2 separate regions of the Callithrix jacchus genome follow, and region 1 is linked to region 2. The links are chromatin contacts, called in public Hi-C maps. All regions are on one chromosome and are shown on one strand. Each heading gives the region's core, a stretch centred on a gene start, on an enhancer-like site or on the middle of the called end of the contact. The rest is flanking DNA. Distances are from core to core; before and after follow the strand shown. Region 1 holds the start of CNP (2',3'-cyclic nucleotide 3' phosphodiesterase). Region 2 holds the start of DHX58 (DExH-box helicase 58).

Evidence for each region. A called contact is a pair of places that touch in the nucleus more often than the background predicts.
Region 1: a contact with region 2 is called in a Hi-C map of skeletal muscle, with 7 times the contacts expected there. The contact joins the promoter of CNP here to the promoter of DHX58 in region 2. A contact is called at or near these places in 3 of 3 Hi-C or Micro-C datasets (induced pluripotent stem cells and skeletal muscle).

The regions. Positions count from the first base shown.
Region 1 is chr5:91,260,540-91,267,060 of calJac240_pri, forward strand. CNP (2',3'-cyclic nucleotide 3' phosphodiesterase) reads right to left here and starts at 1,501. Exons shown (of 4, transcript XM_035300525.3): 1 at 1,273-1,501; 2 at 1-231. The coding sequence starts at 174. It overlaps ODAD4 (outer dynein arm docking complex subunit 4), which reads right to left. Exons shown (of 12, transcript XM_035300514.3): 12 at 2,627-3,283. The coding sequence ends at 2,799.
Region 2 is chr5:91,117,525-91,123,961 of calJac240_pri, forward strand. It overlaps DHX58 (DExH-box helicase 58), which reads left to right and starts at 2,870. Exons shown (of 14, transcript XM_078373588.1): 1 at 2,870-2,959; 2 at 3,412-3,466; 3 at 3,711-3,854; 4 at 4,093-4,294; 5 at 4,666-4,856; 6 at 5,547-5,663. The coding sequence starts at 4,132. It overlaps KAT2A (lysine acetyltransferase 2A), which reads left to right. Exons shown (of 18, transcript XR_013535667.1): 12 at 58-168; 13 at 570-768; 14 at 986-1,100; 15 at 1,201-1,237; 16 at 1,318-1,381; 17 at 1,516-1,600; 18 at 1,758-2,488.

The sequences.
Region 1 (6,521 bases), core at 251-2,750, 140 kb after region 2:
GGTGCCATCACGGTACTTGTCTACGATGACCCGTGCCAGCGTGGACTTGCCGCTTCCTGGCAGGCCGCGCAAGATGAAGAGCGTCTTGCACTCTTGCAGCGTGGCCACCGTGTCCTCATCCTGAAGGAAGGGAAACTGCAGCTCAGGCTTGTCCTTGGCCCCTGAGGATGACATCTTGCGGAAGAAGATCTTGGGTAGGAATGTGTGGCTTTTTCGGGAGAAGCCTCTGTTCTGTGTAAGGAGGGGAAGAAATGTCAGCCCAGGACCTTCGCGGGCTCCCCGCCAGCCTCGCACCCCTAGTCCCTGGCCTGGTTGTGGACGCCTTCCCAAGCGAGGCAGTGCTGGACCTTTGTCCCTTTCCCGGGAGCACCTGTCCGCTTCTGGTCGTGGAGGAGGGAGAGGGAAGCCTGTCTGAAGCTCTGCTAAGCGCGCGCTCTCCCCATTGCTGCCACCTCGGAAAGGAAAACGTGCTGGAGGCATGCAAGGCGCGCCGGGAGCCTGCGGGTTGGGATTGGCCTCGCTCTTATATGCTTGGCACCTACTAAGGACGCCCTCTTTGGAGGTGGGGGGTCTCTGTTTCTGGGCCAAGCCACAGCTGCCCCGGCTGAGTGCACAGAGAAGGGCTGGGAGTGGAGAAGGGTTACCCCAAGACTGTCTCCCTTCCCCCAACAATGGCCGCAACAGATAATACTCTCTTGTCTGGGATGCGGGGACAATGGTCCCACAGAAAGGCTGGTGGGGGGCAGGGCAGGAGCGCTCTGGACAAAGGCCCTCTTTCACCGAGCCTGCCACCTCCTCCTCTGCCCCCTCCCGGCCCCACAAAGTCGTGGTCTTTGTGCCTGCCCAGGCCGGGGCAGCACAGGGCACCTGCAATTGGGTCCAGCTCTGACCGCCACCGTGCTGTGTGTCAGCAGCCCCTCTCGGAGCTACTTGTTTTCCTGTCTGCTAGAAGCCACAAGAGACAGCAGCTTTTACTGTAAAGCGTCTCCTCCTCTGAACTGGCTCCGCCTCCCGCGCGCACCCGGGCGCGGGGCAGCTGTTCCGTGTGAAGAGACGTGGCCCGGGGTGCGGGCGCGAAACGGTTGCCCCAGCGCAGGACTGAGCGGGGTCGGGAGCAGCTCCCGGGCTCCCGCAGCCCCCGGCCCAGGCCCACCCGCCAGCTGGGGCTCCCAGGGGCGCAGCAGCTTCTTCGTTTCCCCTCCTCAGAAACGCCACCGTTTCCCTCCCCAGCGGCCTCTCCGGGCCCCGAAAGTAACCCCGCTTCTCACCGACCTCCGGGCTTCCCCGAGTACCAAGAAAACTGGCAGTCGAGCCGGAAGCCCCGGGTCCTGGTTTGCAAAACGGGCGCCGACACTCGTTTCCCGCTCCGGTGCTACCCCGTGCCCAGCCCCGCCCGGCCGCTCACCATGATGAGGAGGGGCGCCGCCGTCGCCGCCGCCTCTGCCGGCACCAGCGCTCTGGGGCCGCCCGCCTACGCGGAGGGACGCGGCAGTCCGGCTGTGGCGCGACCCGAACCCGGCCGCTTTACATAGCCCGGTGGGCGGAGCGGGACGGCCCCTCTGCGCGCAGGCGCGGCGAATCGAAACCCGAAACTCCCGCCACGCGCGGGAGCTCCGGCGGACCCCGCCCCCTGCGCGCCCACCCGCCCCGGGTCCCGACCCTGCGCGCGCCTTCGCCCCCGCGCGCACCCACCCACTGTGACCGCCAACTGGGCGGCCGCTTCCTTCTGCGTGTTGAGGGGTAACTCGGTCACCCTCCCCGCTCCCGTGGATTAGCTGGAAGTGAGTGAGTTGTGCAAGGTCGGATTCTGTCCTTAAGTTTTGATATTTTATTCATCATGGACTTTTGCATTAATCGAAAATTTTTTTACCATATTGGATTAAAGTATTATCATGCAGGTTACTGACACCACGGTAAACGCTGCATCTGAAATGGCTCACTGGCCTCACTAGTCCGGGCCCTGTGCCAGCCGAAAGTCAGTCTCAGCCCCTACCCTTCCTTCTAGGAGTTGTGGAGACAGACCAGGATGGCAGTAGCCAAGGGGCAGTTAAGTAACGGAGTGAAACCCTAACATCCTCTGAGATGCCACATCCTCTGTGAAGCCACGGGGAGCTCGGTTGGACTTTTGAGTTTCCTGTGTACCAGGTGCTGTGCTAAGCGCTCAGTCTTCGCAGCAACCCAAGGCAAGCATCCCATTATTCACAGAGGCAAGCTTGGAGAGCCTGATTTACCTGATTGTGCCACCCAGAGGTGTCAGAGGCAGAGTCTGCCTGCCCTTCCGACTCCCAGGCTACTGCCCTGTTCTTTGGCCTCAGCCCCAGCATTCTCTTGGTTCTGACTTGGGGCATTCTCCCACCTGGATAGCTGGGACCACCCCAACATTGTTCCATCTGTAAAGCGTGCTGGTGTCCTAAGCACTGGAGGGACTCAGCCAGTCGTGGGTGTCAGGGAAGCACCTCTGTGTCTGAGCCAAGCCACAGGCCTTCCCCTCTTCTCCTCCCTGTGACTTATCATTCCCTGAAGCTCACCCTCCTGAAACCCTTTCTTCTTAGCACCTTTCTCGATTCTTCCAGGAGGCTCTTCTGAGAGTGGTTGGGGGTGAAAAGGCAAAGTGACAGACTCAGGGTTTGCAAGAGTGAAAGACACTTATTTAATGGTAAAACAGTGACAGAAAGCAGCAGAAGTGTAACCCTCATTTTTCCTATTACAGATAAATTGCTTGAAAATCCAGTTTAATCAGATCCGATGATCCCTCTGGACACCAGCTTCCTGATCCTCATCCCTACCGATGGTTTCATTCATATTCCTTTTTTCATCTCATTTTCTGTTTTTTTCATTTCTCCTATTTCTCCCAATTGTGTTTTTTCCAGTTCTTCTGGCTCTCTTCTGCCAACTTCTGAAAGTTCCTTTAGTCCTTCTGGTTCCTGTCTGCTGAATTCTCCTGAGAGTCTTTGGTCTAATTCTCCTGAAGACCTCCTGTAAATTTCTCTTGATTCTCTTCTGTCAGCTTCTAGTAGCTTCCTGCCTGTTTCTTCTGATCTCGTGCCTAATTCTCCTGACAGGCCCTTGGCAACTTCTCCCAAATTGCTTCTGGCTTTTCCTGCTTCCACTCTGTGCTGTCCGCTTGTTGTACTCTGCAGAGCAAAAGCCTCATCGTCCTCATCCGTCTCTTTCTCATCCTCAAAATGGTCCCACTGCTGTACCACCTTCTCGGGCTCATCTCTCTCTCTCCTCCTGTCCTCCTCTGTTGTTATTACTGTTCTATCTTCATACAGTGAAGCTTCTGAAAAACAAGAGAAAGGAGGGAAGAAACATAAAAGTTTATTCATGTCAGGCCGGGGGCAGTGGCTCACACCTGTAGTCCCAGCACTTTGGGAGGCTGAGGCAGGTGGATCCCTTGAGGCCAGGAGTTCCAGACGAGCCTGGATGACACAGTAAGACCCTATCTGTACTAAAAATACAAAAAATAAGCAAGGCGTGGTGGTTGGTGCCTGTGGTCCCAGCTACCCAGAGGCTAAGGTAGAAGAATCCCTGGAGCCCAAGAGGTTGAGGCTGCAGTGAGCCAAAATTGAGCCACTGTGCTCCAGCCTGAGTGACAGAGTGAGACCTGTCTCCATAAAAGAAAAAAAGAAAGAAGTTGTTCATCTCTGTGGAGGCCTGTGCTTTTGAGAAGCAGATGAGGGAGAGGCACTGAAAATGACTGTTCTCACCAGCTCTTTAAATTGGTGTGACAGCGCACCTTTCCAAAAGCAGAGAAAGTGAACCATCATTGACTGAGCCCAGCTCCGTCCTACGCATCATGTGAGGGCTGTATAGCTTATCCCATCTGGTCATCATGAAAATGCGCAGTGTCATTGATTTGAGTTTGCAGTCAAGGGACCTGAGACTGATAGATAGAAATTACATGGCCGGGCACTGTGGTTCCCGGCCACAGTAATCCCAGCTCTTTGGGAGGCCAAGGCAGGTAGATCACTTGAGGTCAGGAGTTTGAGACCAGCCTCACCAAAAAGGTGAAACCCCGTCTCTACTAAAAATACAAAAATAGCCGGGCGCAGTGGCTCACGCCTGTAATCCCAGCACTTTGGGAGGCCAAGGCGGGTGGATCACGAGGTCAAGATATCAAGACCATCCTGGTCAACATGGTGAAACCCCGTCTCTACTAAAGCTACAAAAAATTAGCAGGGCATGGTGGCGCGTGCCTGTAGTCCGAGACTCACTTGAACCTGGGAGGCAGAGGGTGCAGTGAGCCGAGATCGTGTCACTGCACTCCAGCCTGGGCAACGAGCAAAACTCCATCTCAAAAAGAAAATAAATAAAAATAAGCTGGGCATGGTGGCAGGTACCCGTAATCCCAGCTACTCGGGAGGCTGAGGCAGGAGAATCACTTGAACCTGGGAGGTGGGGATTGCAGTGAGCCACAATTGTGCCATTGCACTCCATCCTGGGCAACAAGCAAAACTCTTGTCTCAAAAAAAAGAAAAAAATTAGCCAGGTACAGTGGTGTGATCCTGCAGTCCCAGCTACTCAGGAGGCTAGGGCAGGAGAATCACTTGAACCTGGGAGACAGAGGCTGTAGTGAGCCGAGATTGTGCCACTGCACTCCAGCCTGGGTGGCAGAGGGAGACTCCATTTAAAAAAAAAAAAGGTGTGGTGACTCACCCCCTGTAATCCTAGCACTTTGGAAGGCTGAGGTAGGATCACCTGAGGTCAGGAGTTCGAGACTAGCCTAGTCAACATGGTAAAACCCTGTCTCTACTAACAATACAAAAATTGAGCTGGGCATGGTGGTGGCCACCTGTAATCCCAGCTACTCAGGAGGCTGAGGCAGGAGAATTATTTGAACTCGGGAGGCAGAGGTTGCAGTGAGTGGAGATTGGGTGACAGAGCGAGACTCTGTCTCAGAAAAAAAAAAAGAAAACAAAGAAAAAAAAAGAAAGGAAATCACAGAGTAGTCACGCTGCAAGTAACAAATGGCAGAGACAGAATCTGAACCCAGGACAGTCTGACCCCAGAGCATCTTCTCTTTTCCCTACAAGAAGTAGCATAGGTGCTGGAAAATGACAGCAGGGTTTTCTCCAGCATCTTCATTCTGACACCTTCTCTTTGTCCCTGGGAAGCACATTCCTTTTTTGTTGGGAGCTTTCCTATGAAAGTATAGAACATAGGAAAAAAGATAGGTTTCCTATTTTAAAAAAATACAGGCTACTAACAAAAAGTTCAGCTAGAGAGCTATTTTACAAGCAAAGAGATCCTTGCTCCTAAATGTTTTTTATCAGGTATGGAGAAAACTCACATCCCCTTCTCTATCTCCCTTACATTATCTTCCTGGAAACCACTAGTTACTGAGGTGCCTGCAGAGGGTCTCGGGTCTCAGGGGTCACAGCACTTTGGAGGTGAAAACAGATGCAATGCTGCCACCTGCTGTTGTGAGAGGGAAATGCCCAGCAGTTCTGCAGGCGCAAGGACGCAGGTCAGGGTGGGGGAGACTGGAGAGTCCGCTGCTTCCCTGCCAGCAGCTGTTGCTCCTGTGGCTTCTCAGAGCGGCTCGAAGACCACGTGGGGGCGGTGACAGAGTCCCTCTGAGGGGGTCCAGCCACCACAGAGCAGCTGCTGGATAATAAAGGGCTGTTGCCGAGCACGATGTCTCACACCTGTAATCCCAGCATTTTGGGAGGCCGAGGTGGGCAGATAAGGAGGTCAAGAGATCGAGACCATCCTGGCCAACATGGCGAAACCCTGTCTCCACTGAAAATAGAAAAATTAGTTGGGCGTGGTGGCGCTCTCCTGTAGTCTCAGCTACCCAGGAGGCTGGGGCAAGAGAATCGCTTGAACCTGGGAGGCGAAGGTTGCAGTCAGCTGAGACTGCACCACTGCTCCAGCCTGGGTGACAGAGGGAGAGTCCATCTCAAAAGGAAGGAAGGAAGGAAAGGAGGAAGCGAGGGAGGGCTGTCATCTGGCTGCTCAGATGTCCAGAAACCTCCCACTGCCTTGCCTGGACCACAGAAGATTTCAGCCTGGGCTGTGTCCTCCTGGGCCCTCAACCCTGGCTCCATTGACTGCAGTCTGGCTGGAGTGAGAGTACCACAGACTGGGGCAGGAAAAGGCTGTCTGTGTCACTAGCAACAGTGTGGCACTATGGCCAAAGCATGAGTTCTAGAGCCAGACTGCCCAAGACTGAAAACCACTGTATGCCTCTAACTACTTTGCCTGAATGGAGGTTGGCTACAGCTCTCAACACCCCTTTCCTCTAGGCCCTTGTCCAGTGGGGCAGGGCTGCTCAGCCATCTTCTGCTCCTCCTTCTCTCCCACCCTCCCTGCAGGAAAGGAGAGCCCGAAGGCAGGGGCCAAAGGCCTCTTTACTCCCTGGAACCCTTGTGAGAAAGAATGTGGTAAGACACAGCTGTCAGGCAGCCTCTGCACCTGCTTGTCACACTGCTGGCCCGAGAGCAGTGCCATAGGTGGGAAGAGTGGGGCCTCCAGTCACCCCTCCCTAGCTACATGCCCCAGCACAGCACCCACCT
Region 2 (6,437 bases), core at 1,620-4,119:
TCTCCAGCACCAGGCCCATCCTCTGCTCCTGGTGAGTCCTGCTCCCCTACCCCACAGGGTTATGGGACCCACCTGATGAACCATCTGAAGGAGTATCACATCAAGCACAACATTCTCTACTTCCTCACCTACGCCGACGAGTACGCCATTGGCTACTTCAAAAAGCAGGTGACCTGTGGCCTCGCCCCACACCCGTCCTTTGCCTGGAGCCTGGGATCATTCTGTCTGATGAAGTAGGAGTCCCTTTGCGTCCCCTGTTTCATCTGACACCTGCCAGGGAAGTCTCCATGCCATCCTTCCTTCCTCTGCTGCCGCTGCCCCAGGAGAGAATGGGGGCCTGTGGGGCCAGTAGAGCAGGCTGGAGGAACTGGGGGACTCTTGGGGATGAGTTGGGAGCAGACGATGACCTGGGACCTTTCCAGGGACAGTTTGAAGCCTCACAGTGCCCCAGAAGGAGGTTCAGGATCGGGAGGTGGCACATGGCAAGCACCACTGGTGCTCCCAGGGAGGGACTGCAGAAGGTGGGAAATACTTACAGATGGACTGGGTCATGACCATCCATCCCCCAGGGCTTCTCCAAAGACATCAAGGTGCCCAAGAGCCGCTACCTGGGCTACATTAAGGACTACGAGGGAGCGACACTGATGGAGTGTGAGCTGAATCCCCGAATCCCCTACACGGAGCTGTCCCACATCATCAAGAAGCAGAAAGAGGTGGTGTGCGCATCTGTGGGATTTTCATGAATGTGCCTGCGGAGGGCCAGCGCATGTGTGTAGACCTAGACCACGTGTACATGCGTGTGTGTGTGAGGAGGGCACAGGCAGGGATCTTTGTTCTTGCTCTGCCTCTTTTGGGGAAGTAATGAGGGAAGGTGCTGGATTAGGTGGTGTTGCAGCCAGGTGGGTGCAGCTGATGGCTCCGACCATGGCCCCTAGAGGCCCCTGTCTGGGGCTGGAGTTGCCCCTCAGACCCTTCCTCCCCTCAGATCATCAAGAAGCTGATTGAACGCAAACAGGCCCAGATCCGCAAGGTCTACCCGGGGCTCAGCTGCTTCAAGGAGGGCGTGAGGCAGATCCCTGTGGAGAGCGTCCCTGGCATTCGTAAGCAGGGGTCTTGGTTTCGGGGTAGGGGTTGGGGGGCACACTGCTTGGGGTGTGGACTGACATTCTCAGGGATGTTCTCCCCCTCCCCACTTTGCAGGAGAGACGGGCTGGAAGCCACTGGGGAAGGAGAAGGGGTGAGTGTTTTGTCAAGAGAGCTGGGTTGGGGGCAGGGCAGAGGGACTGGGAGCCTCAGACTTGGTGTCTCTTGCCCCAGGAAGGAGCTGAAGGACCCCGACCAGCTCTACACAACTCTCAAAAACCTGCTGGCCCAAATCAAGGTGAGGAGAGTGGGTTTCCCTTCCAGGGCCCCTGCACCAATGACTGTGGCCTTTTGATGCAGTGTGGGGTGGCTGGTGGTCTCGGGCTGGTGCGGGTACAGCAGGGCTGTCCCCAGCTGGGCTCTTCTCTCTAGTCGCACCCCAGTGCCTGGCCCTTCATGGAGCCCGTGAAGAAATCGGAGGCCCCTGACTACTACGAGGTCATCCGCTTCCCCATTGGTGAGGACCCTCCATTCCATGCCCTGCACTCCTCTTCTGTCCCCACACCTGCTCCTGCCCTCACTGCATCCTGCAGCCCCATGGGGCCCACCCCGGCGGACAGCCCTGCCGCAGCCCTCAGCCTCTTAAAGCTGTGCTCCGTCTCCTGCTGCCCCAGACCTAAAGACCATGACTGAGCGCCTGCGAAGCCGCTACTACGTGACCCGGAAGCTCTTTGTGGCCGACCTGCAGCGGGTCATTGCCAACTGCCGCGAATACAACCCTCCCGACAGCGAGTACTGCCGCTGTGCCAGCGCCCTGGAGAAGTTCTTCTACTTCAAGCTCAAGGAGGGAGGGCTCATTGACAAGTAGGCCCCAGCTTTGGGCCGCAGCCGTGACCTGGAACGTCTCCACCTCAGATTCTGATCTGATTCTTAGGGGGTGCCCTGGCCCCATGGACCCAACTCAGCTTGAGACACTCCAGCCAGGGGCCCTGCGGCCCCAATCCTGCAGCCCTCTCTGGACCTTCGGGCACCCCCAAGCCTGCAGCTCTGTCCCAGCCATCACTGTGTGTGTGTGAGCGGTCTCCTGGGTCTGGGCCCAGCTCCTCTAGAGTGGCTGTTGGCCGGGGATGGACCTTGCCCAACCCTGGTGGCCCCCAGACCTGTTCCCTAAGAGCTGTGAAGGCTTGGAGTCCTGGGCCTGGCCCAGGTGGCTGTTTCCCCGAGGACCAGGACTGCTTGTTTTAGCTTGAGTGATTGCTGCAGGGGTTGGAAGTCCAGCTTGGACTGGAGGGGGCATACCTTGCCTGGCACTGTTCTGTCAGCCTCCCCCCGGGCTGGAGGGTATGGGACCATTCACTCCCTGGCATTAATCCCTCAGAGGGAACAATAAAGCTCTTTTTATTTCTGTGTGTGATTGTTTCTTTGGTATACTCCAGCCTTAGGCTCGCCTTTGCCCTCAATGATCTCTTACAAGCTTGAGGCTGCCCTCCCCAGCAAGCCTCAGACCTGGTCCTGTGCTCCTAGGGTGATGGGTCCTGCCTGGCTATAGCCGCCCACCCTTCCTCCTCCAAGCTGCTCCTGATCCAGATGCCAGGGCAACGGGTCAGAACCCGCTGCCTTAACCTTAACCTGGGTAGCTGTGGTTACAACTAACTGCGAAAAGGGCCAGAGGGTAGAGGATCCCGTAACAGTGAGAATACTTCCCTGTTAGCACACCCTATTCTTTTTCTTGGGGCAGGATGGGAGTTTTCCTGAGTCAGCTCATCTGGCTCCTCCCCTCAATTTCAGTTTCCATATCCGATCTCTGCTCTCTCTGCTGAGCACAGTGGCACCAGGCCAGGCACGAGGCTGAGCTAAGGCCTATCTGATGGAGCAGGTGAGACCTGGGCTGGGCAGGGGGCAGGTGTAGCTTGTGTTACTCCTACCCCCACCTTTTGGCCAGAGCAGGCTCCTGATGGGTTCTGAGGGTGTCCTGCCCCACCTCCCTCAAGTAGGGTGGAGTCCTGGGCAAAGGGAGGTCTCTGCATGGACGGGTCTGGCCAGGAGTGGGATGAGTGGAGGGGCCAGTGGGTCTGAGTCCCCTGCTATTCCCAGAATGGAGCTGTGGCCCTAGCAAGGGAGGTGGCGTTGGCGCAGTGGCCGTACTCGCCGTTCAGGCTTTGTACTTGCGGCAGTTGGTGACGACTGTTGGCAGTTGGTGATGACTATCAGCACAAAGCGTTCTTTATCTTCTTGATTCTTTTTCTTGGGGCAGGGATGGGAGATTCCTAAGTCGGCTCAGCTGGCTCCTCCCCTCAGTTTCAGTTTCCATTTCCATTTCCATTTCAGATCTCTGAGCTGAGCGAAGAAGGGCCGCCCTGGGCAAGCTTACACGGTAGAACAGGTGAGAGCTGGGCTGAGCAGGGGGCAGGTGTAACCTGTGTTACTCCAGCTCCCGCTTTTTGATGGAGCAGGCTACTGATGGGTTTTGAGGGTGTCCTTCCCCACCTCCCTCAAGTGGGGTGGAGTCCTGGGCAAAAGGAAAGTCTCGGCACAGCCTGGTCTGGCCAGGAGTTGGGAGGGGTGGAGGGGCCAGTGGGTCTGAGTCTCCTGCTATTCCCAGAATGGAGTTGCGACCCTACCAACAGGAGGTGATCACGCCTGCCCTGGAGGGCAAGAATATCATCATCTGGCTGCCCACCGGTGCTGGGAAGACCCGGGCGGCTGCTTATGTGGCCAGGCAGCACCTAGAGACTGTGGATGGAGCCAAGGTGGTTGTATTGGTCAACAGGGTGAGTGGTCTGCCCCTGCCCGTCCTGCCCCACTCCCCCACCACCAAGCAGGGTCTCAGCTCTTCAGGCACCTCTCAGTTCCCACCAGAATTCCAGAGCTGCTGTGTCCATCCCTAAGCTCACCTGTCTTTCCACCCTGGCTCAATACCCAGCTATGTCCTGTGGGTCACCTTACCTCCTCTCCACTCCCCTGGCCCCAGATTCAGCTTTCTCTTCCCATCTTGTTCTCCACCCTCAGGTGCACCTGGTGACCCAGCATGGTGAAGAGTTCAGCCGCATGCTAGATGGACGCTGGACCATGACAACCCTGAGTGGGGACATGGGGCCACGTGCTGGCTTTGGCCACCTGGCTCGGTGCCATGACCTGCTCATCTGCACAGCAAAGCTGCTGCAGATGGCACTAACCAGCCCTGAGGAGGAGGAGCACGTGGAGCTCACAGGTGAGGGCCGTGGGCAGGGGGAAAAAGGATATGCACCCGGGGTACCTCCTCCCGCCAACCCCAGGGCACCTCCCGAAGTAAAGGTGGTAGGAGTTTTTGTGGGAGCCTGTTTACAAAACCCCGGTAGACACTAGCAGAAACAGGCTGGGCTATGGTGTAGGATCTTAGGCAAGTCCCTTCCCCAGCTGAGCCTCCATTTACTAATCTGTGAAATGGAGAGAAATCACCCGTGCCTGGCTTTTTCCTGGGACCCAGCTGCAGGTTGTGAAAGGAAGAAGGAATTCTTAGATTATTGTGGGGGCTACCTGAGAGTTTATGGGAGGGAAGGGCTTTGCAAACATAGGTCACAGCCTTCCCCATTGTGCCCCCAGCCTTCTCTCTGATCGTGGTGGATGAGTGCCACCACACCCACAAGGACACTGTCTACAACATCATCATGAGCCAGTACCTAGAACTTAAACTCCAGAGGGCACGGCCCCTGCCCCAGGTGTTGGGTCTCACAGCCTCCCCAGGCACCGGCGGGGCCTCCAAGCTCGATGGAGCCATCAACCACGTCCTACAGGTCAGCCTGACCCTGTGTGCCTCCCACCACCAGACACACCAGGGACCTCCCTCCCTGCCTGCCTGCCTGCCTGCCCACCCACTACCCCATCCCCCCCAGCATTACCCAGGCTCTCCATGGCAGGGTCTGGCCCCTTCCTCACCTAAGATCCAGCCTCCAATGGCTTCTTATGGTGCAAAGAATTAACTGTAGTTCATACTACAGCCACACTGGCCTGCCTGCTGCTTCTTGAATATGCGGGCTTCTTCCCATCTTGGGACCTTTGCACTTACCATTTCTTTTGTCTGGAATGCCCTTCCCTTTGAACTTTACCTGCTACCTCCTCCTTGTCATTCACTGAGCAGCTTAAATGCCACTTCTTCAAAGTCCTCCCTGATCACCCCCTCCGCTCTCTGTCATATCATCCAGTGCTAGCCTCTTCAGAGCTTGTTAAAGCGCTCTGCAAGGGTCCATTATTCTTTGCTGGTTTATTATCTGTCTCTCCAACTCCAGTCTGAGATCTTTTGTGTCCCCAGTGCCTAGAACAAGACTGGCACAGAGAGGGCGAGCAATATTTGAGTAGATGAATGCCCATGCCCTCAGTGGCTTCCCCCTCTCCTGTCCTCAGCTGGGATCCATCCTGCCCCAAAGGTTTGCCCATTGTCCCCACAGACCCTTACTTTCCAGTAAAGTCCTCTCTGTTGCCCCCAGCTCTGTGCCAACTTGGACACGTGGTGCATCACATCACCCCAGAACTGCTTCCCCCAGCTGCAGGAGCACAACCAGCAGCCCTGCAAACAGTACGACCTCTGCCAAAGGCGCAGTCAGGTAGGTACATGGGGGCAGGGACACAGCGGGAGTGGGAGCCAGTGTGAGGTGAGGACCCCAGGCTTGGGCCCTGACTCCGCCCTCACTAGCTGTATGACTTCAGGTCACTTGCTCTGTGTCTGAGCCTCAATTTCTCCTCTCTGTGAAATGGGGCAGATACAGCCCATGCCCACAGCCCACTCTTCAGATTGACTCAGAAGGCACCGCCTGCGCCTGTCACAGCATTGACATGCTGGGGAGTGCTCTGCAAACCAAAGAGCAGGGGCCACTTTGTGCTGAGGCTGTGCTGAGCCCTCTCCAATGTGGCCAGGGCCTGGTGCCTGCTGTGACTGGACAGGACAAGGACTAGGTGTCAGGTCCACAACTACACCAATGTTACACTCAGGGTCAGGCTTTGAGCCCACGCTGTGGTCTGCAGGGAGTGAATGAGCAGATAGCTGAAAGAACCCTCGGCGGGGCCAAGGGCTGGTGAAATGTAGTTTTAGGCTAGATACAGTGGCTCATGCCTATAATCCCAGCACTTTGGGAGGCCGAGGCTGGCAGATCATCTGAGGTCAGCAGTTCAAGACCAGCCTGGCCAACATGGTGAAACCCCGTCTCTACTAACAAGACAAAATTAACCAGGCGTGATGGTGCATGCCTGTAATCCCAGCTACTCGGGAGGCTGAGGCAGGAGAATCGCTTGAACCCAGGAGCCAGAGGTTGCAGTGAACTGAGATTGCACCATTGCACTCCAGCCTGGGCAACAAGAGGGAAACTAAGTCTCAAAAAAAA